2 separate regions of the Gossypium hirsutum genome follow, and region 1 is linked to region 2. A link is a contact called in public Hi-C data. All regions are on one chromosome and are shown on one strand. Each heading gives the region's core, a stretch centred on a gene start, on an enhancer-like site or on the middle of the called end of the contact. The rest is flanking DNA. Distances are from core to core; before and after follow the strand shown.

The links. A called contact is a pair of places that touch in the nucleus more often than the background predicts.
Region 1: a contact with region 2 is called in a Hi-C map of leaf, with 2.6 times the contacts expected there. The contact joins the promoter of LOC107945649 here to the promoter of LOC107945642 in region 2. A contact is called at or near these places in 2 of 34 Hi-C or Micro-C datasets (both in leaf).

Annotation. Positions count from the first base shown.
Region 1 is chrD12:39,774,596-39,778,025 of Gossypium_hirsutum_v2.1, forward strand. LOC107945649 (BON1-associated protein 2) reads right to left here and starts at 1,910. Exons shown (of 1, transcript XM_016879730.2): 1 at 1,100-1,910. The coding sequence starts at 1,748. The coding sequence ends at 1,206.
Region 2 is chrD12:39,596,468-39,599,954 of Gossypium_hirsutum_v2.1, forward strand. LOC107945642 (F-box protein PP2-A13) reads right to left here and starts at 1,970. Exons shown (of 3, transcript XM_016879724.2): 1 at 1,453-1,970; 2 at 1,092-1,210; 3 at 1-511. The coding sequence starts at 1,782. The coding sequence ends at 88.

The DNA of each region.
Region 1 (3,430 bases), core at 660-3,159, 180 kb after region 2:
TTTTTTGTCCGGGCTCGATCCGAATTTATAAAAGGATAAAAAAATCTACTATTTTTTTGTTGTTTTAATGCCATTTTCTTGTTGTTTTCTCCTTATTTTGCTACCATTTTACTATTATGTTGCTACTATTTTGTCGTTATTGTTCGAATATTGTATAACGTTTGTTTTATTGTTAATTTTGTTATTATTTTAGAGGCATTTGCTTATTAAGTTGCATCTATCTTAGTGTTAATTAAGTATACATATTTTTTAAAATTTATTTTAATTTGTTGAGAAATATTTGTTTTAATTTTTTAGCATTTCTAATGTATTTTTATCTGAGTCAGGTCAGGCTCGAGTTTTAGCATTTTTATCTGGGTCGTGCTTAGGTAAAATTTTAGGCCCATTTTTTGGGTTTGGGCCTAAAATTTTATCCAAACCTGGCCTGGCCCACCCCATGAACACCTCTAGGGTCAAAGTGTAATTTTATTTTTATTAATTTTAAAATTTTAAAGAGTCTAAATGAATTTTTTTTTTCATTTTAGGGGAGACCCCTCCAACCCCTAACTACTTAATTATCGAAAAAAAAATGTTATTGCGAATTAAATGGCAAAAACTACTTAATTATCTTTATGCTCACCAAATCAAAATACATAAACTATATTTCATAATTTACATAAATTAATAGCAATATTTAACTAAAATAAATTTAATGACAAACCGAGTCTAAATCATTGGTGCACAGAGTTTATATATAGACATATATCTTTAAACTAGTTTAATCTTGGCTTCTACAAATACAACCAATTAATATTATACTCAGAATCCAAAACCTCAACTCAATTAACACAAATTTTAAATTAATTAAATATAATTTGATCATAAAAAAGTTAATAACTAAAACTCACTTAATTCGAATAAAAAATGGTCCAAATAAAAAAAATACTCGACTAAATAGACTTAAACTCCCAAACTTAAAATATTAGTAAATTTTAAAAAGGTCCCTCGATTTAATTCACACCGAATTGAATCTTATAGTCAACTCAAAAAAAATTAATTAAACTCTTCTATTTTTTATTACATTGGATGACAATCCATGATTTAACCTTTCAAAATTGAATTAAGAGAATTAATTGATTTTTTTTTATTGGATTAAACAAAATTGTTGGAATATGTTTGTGTACTTTTTGTACAACTTGAATTGAATCACTACAACTATCGATCATTTAATACAACGAATTAGATGGATAACCCGTCCATATTGGAATCCCAGTAACCACACCATAATCTCTTCGTCCATCAATGGGAATTCCCATCCCTATCGCCGCCGCATTACCACCACCACCAGCAGCCTGTGAAGAACAATCCTGCAATGGCTCTTTCACTCTCAACGAAACATTAATAATCCCATTCTTCAATCCCTTGGGATCCCTTAACCGGTAACTCAAGAACTGCAAACAAGCCGCCGGCGAATACCCTCCGACGAAATCCGTCACCGGTATCCTTGCTAACCCCACCGTTTTTTCTCCTCTGGACCCCTTGCATTTGACTAGGAGGGTTACAAACCGCGTCTGTGACGGTATTTCCACCACCAGCTTGTCGTTCCACGAAGGATAGCTACCTCCTTCTCCGTCGACCTTGGTCGCCTTGTTGTTGAAAGGGTCGACAGAAACGACGACGTACGCGTTCTTTTTCACCGGTTTGTTGTCGATTCTCAGGTCTTCTGCTGATAAAACTGTGATCTCTAGAGTGCGAGACTTGGTCTCCATTGATAATGAAGATTGAAAATAAAAAGGTTTCTAAGTATTGGGTTTTATTGGAAATTATGAGAGGCTATGGCTGATTTGAAGCTTTGACAGAGTTACATACATATATGTGTGTGTATATATATATGTATACAGAGGAAGAAGATATGAAAGGCAGTGGAAAGAGAGAGGGTGGTTCAAGTCAGACCGTAATATTTTACAACCAATTTAGACTTAAAAAAAGAGAGTAAGGGTTAATTTTACTAGACATCCCTAAACTATATCTCTGATTCTAAATTGATCTTTAATCTACAAAACGTTGACCCCTTTAAGATAAGTCTTCAAAATGTTGCCCATTTGGAAGTGATAAACCCTTCAACAGGTTGGTATTGTCCTTGGGTTGAGTTGGGATTTTGTTCTCTAATTCTACAGAGAGCCTGAGTGTCTGAAAAGGTTGCTTGGAACACGAGTTCATAAAGCGAGAATGCTTTGTGGGGATGGACATTAGTAGGGTACCCCTGACTTATGGCATATATGTCATTGTGAGAAAGGGATGGTACCAGTTGATCTAACCAGAAGAAGTGGTAGCATATGTGCCCTTAAATGCCATTTAGGGCTGGGGTTCAAACTCTATCAATGGAAAATGGGCACTATTTCCTTGGTAGTGGTCGTGTGTCATGAATGGCTCAATTCAACGAGGCATTCTCACTACATGAACTCTGTGCGGCTTTCAACAGAATCGGGGGATAAAATCCTGACTTGGAATAATACCACACTTGTTGAGGGATTTGTCGACTCTGTGTGAATGAGTCGAAAACCACTCAATAAAAGCCTTCTAGGAACTTAATTGTAAGCTTAGGAGTTAAATATTGGCTTGGATCTAACATGGAGCATATTTAAAACATGTATATCCATATTGCATGGACAATTTGGATTAAACATTAAAAATAAAAAGATGGCCCTTATGATTTTAACACATTAGATTCAAACTTCTTAATACAATAGGTGGACACATGTTTAAAATCTTATCGACATAATTTAAATATGCTTTACATTAAATCCAAACCGACTTTAATTCTCAAGTTGATACCTAGACTAGCAGAAGGACTTGATTAATATGAACTTTATCAGAATATTTCAAATTTTGGGACCAATTTAAAATTAAGATCATAATTTAAGGATCATGATGGAATTAACCCATATAAAAATGCGCACGTCTTGAAGGGGAGCGTGTCATAGTTGGGTCATTCAATATTGGCGTGTGCTGCCGTAAATTCAACCTTTAATTTAATATTTAATATTTAATATTTAATATTTTTTACATAATTTAATATTTAATATTATTTAAATATTGCCAAAGACAAATCTTCTTATCTTTTAACCCTATTTTAAGGAAAAAAATTACCATTGAAGATAAAAATTATATATTCGAAATTTGAATTACGAATTTATTAGATATTATATCTTAAATAAATATTTAATTCTTTAAATTTAAATTAAAAAACAAAAAAAAATATTAAGTATTGAAAAGTAAAATTTGAATCGTATTCCTTCTTAAATCTTACACGGAAAAGTCTTGGAAAAAAACATATTTAAAAAATATTTTCAATTTTGTGTGAATTATTCTTAATATTTAATTTTAATTGCAAAAAGGAATTGATTTAATTTCACATTGTTATTGGTTAATTGAGTTTTAGTTTGATTGA
Region 2 (3,487 bases), core at 720-3,219:
AGGAAAATAATAATAACCACAACATCTAGAGCTATCAAAAAACAACCTAGATTTACCGTATTTACAGTTTTAGACCTCTTAATTTTCTCATGAACACAATTTAACCTGTTTTCTAGCACTACTGGGGTATATAAATGCAGCATCAACACAAAGGCCTCCTTTTGTATGAGTGCAATCAATTTGAGTCGATGAAAATTTGATGTTTGTCAACGCATTAGAGTTCTCAACTATGAAATCTCCGACATGGTAGAGAACCCAACTCCCTGGATTGTCTAAATAACACCGAGATAAGACATGTTGGCCGTCCGAAGTTGTTAGTTGGAATTGGACCGGTTTTATGTCCCATCCGTGGACGTGCTCGGTGTTGCAAACCCGACGGCCGAGTCTTTTTGAGGATTTCCCGAGGTGGAGTCTAAAGAATAGGGAATATGTCCCGGCGGGGAATTGAAACTCGAGCTCTCCGTCGGCTTCGAACCACCATGTTTGTTGGAGGTAGGCTACTGTTCGATAGCTGCAAGTGAAGACCAAATTAAAGGGAAGGATTTGAGCTAGAAATATGACCAAACAGAAAAACGATTAAATCCCCAGAAACTGGTAAAATTGTTATAAGGTCCCCAAAACTAATAAAATTTGTTATAAGGTCCCTTTAGAGGTTACAAATTTTTAAAGTATACCGTGGTAAATTTTCATATTCGCCTAAAAAATTTATAATTTGATTTTACCCTCAAAAGATATTTTTCTACACTCATCCCTGCTATATTCTAATTGAGTCCTCTAAGTATTCAGATTTAGCTTGAAGCATACATAAAACATGTAGTTAAATTGCAACATCGTGTGCCTACTACATAAAAGTACACCTATATTTACAATTTGATCACATATTTTAAAAATGCTCCGCATGAAATCTGACTGATAATCAACACCTAAACTGAAGGAGAAGCTGATGGAAGGATCATACAGATCCAAAATTGATACTTTCAAGACGATGTTTAGGACCAATTTAGAACCAAGGCCATTGTTTACGAACCCTTGTTGGAATTATCCCAAAAGAAAAACATAGAACAAGAACAATAGTTGAATGATAAACACACCTAGATTCCTCGGTGGAAATATGGTTCCAATATCTCCGATCATCAATCCCTGTAATTGTCAACGCCTTAGAAGACATTGATAAACAAACCCCACCTGTGTTCTTATCCAACCATATCTCCTGCAAATACCCAAAGAAAAAAACCCACCATTGTTAGATCATTACAAGCTCAAATCCCACCGTAAACATGGCAGGATTAAAAGTCCAACCGATCAGGCTAATGGTTCACGATCTAATCGATCCATAAGTTCAATCAGATCAATTTATTTTTTCCTTTTCTCTATCTCAATACCCGTTCGGTTCAACTGGTTCATCCAGCCAATAACCTTGAAAAATGGAGATAAAAGGAAGAATGTTTAAACCTTTGTGCCACCATCAAAAGGGATAGGCTTGGTCAACCTAGCATAAACATCTTTCTTCTTCAAATTCATCAAATCTCTATCTTCTTCAACAAACAATTTTTCCACAATCAACTTATAATTTGATGGCAATTTCGATTCCCATATGAAATCAGCCAATGAAGCACTACGAAAAGACCTGTTCAAACGTGCCAAGTTACAAATCTCCGGTGGGTTTAACCTTGCTAAAATTAAGGCGGCGCAGCTCTCTGGTATGTCATCGAGTCTTGGCCTTAATGGAGGACCGGTTGCATCGCCGTCAATTGAACCACCACCAGATATGTTGGCACCCATTTAAGGCCAAAAATATGATGGGTTTTTGGTGAAGAAGATGAGACAAAAGGGAAGTTTCTGAATGAAGGGACTTGAGAGCATTTATGGATAGTTTTTGAGGAGGTGGAAGAGAGTAGGATTAATGGAGGATCTTATCCACTTCTATCAAACATTTTTAAAAGTGAGATGTTTTTTGATAAGTCCCAGGTAAGGCGTACTTATAATGATGTCTTGTTCTAAATAGGGTTAGTACAACTTGCCTTAATGGTAGTATTTCGGATTAGTGTCGGCTATGAATATTATCACTTTTAATTTGAATTTAAAATTTAATATTGTTAAAGAAATTTTGGCTTGGTTAACAATGGAGGAAGGCTTGGTTTATAATATTCGGGTTTCAGATTTATAATGTGCAATTAAATTAAAATGAAGTATTCAAAGTTATTATGTGTGAGTTTTTGTTCAGTTAGTTAATTTATTATATGCATTGATTCAGATATTAGTTTGTGTAAAAGGACAAGTACGAGTCGTGGTCTCCTTGGGATAAATGTGAAATTGTCTTATAGACCTTTCTCAAAATTAAAAAATTCAATTTAATTATTTTTAATCTTTGATTGAATAAAAGGATTATAATTTTAATCTTTTTGAAAAATTAAAAATTTAATGTAAGTGTTTTTTTAGTACAAGATTTTTAGTTTTGGCCTCTTCAAATTTTATAACATTATCTCGACCCTCTTAAACAATTTCTTTTTTGTCTTTTTTTTATTTGTACTGTAATAATTTAATTCTTTATTCTAGTTTTTATTCTATTTGTGCTATAACAGTTTGATTCTACATAAAATAATTACTCAAATATGTATTTATACTTATACTTTAATGGTTTTGTGCTTGTAAACTTTTGGGAAAAAGAATTTTAATCTGATTCACTCAAAGTTGAGTTCAATCTAGTATGATTGGACGAGTGAAGTCAATATCTTGAACTAGAAAATGACTTGAATTTGAACCTAAAATTACCTAATCTAAAAGCAACTTAATATGAAATAATCCAAATCAAATCGATTGATAAATTGTTTTTAAAGAAATAGTTGACTCATATTGACCCAATGTTATCTTAACCCAATTATTGTAAAGCAAATGTTAAAGAAAATTATTTTTATACAATTTTTAAATATTTAATCTATTTTAAATTTTTATTTAATCAATTACGCTTAAGAAATTAGTGATTCAAAAATTATCATTGATTTCACGTAGTGTTAGAGTTCGTTTTTCTCTTTCACATTTTCTTTCTTTCTCTTGTAAAATTTATAAGGGTGAATTATAAAAATAGTTGATTTTGTTTGCCTCAGATTATATTTTAGTCATTTATGTTTAAAATGTTACATTTTAGTCACTTATGTTATCGTTTTGTTATAAGGTGGTCACTCTGCCATTAATATTTATTACCTCCCTAACGTCAACCCTACGTGACAGTTTAAATGGATTTTAAATGTCAACTTGAACTGGAAATTTTTAAATTAATTACACCTTGAACTGGAAGAGAAAAATCGTTCGTCTCCTTTTTCTTTTAGTTTTCTTTTTCATTTTGATTGAAAAAACTATTCTCATCCCAGTTGGACATCCAAGTTAGCATTTAAAACTCATGTGGACTGCCACGTAGGATTGTCGTTAGGGGGTAACGGAGCTTAACGATAGAGTGATCACTTCAAAACAAAACGATAACGTAAGTGAC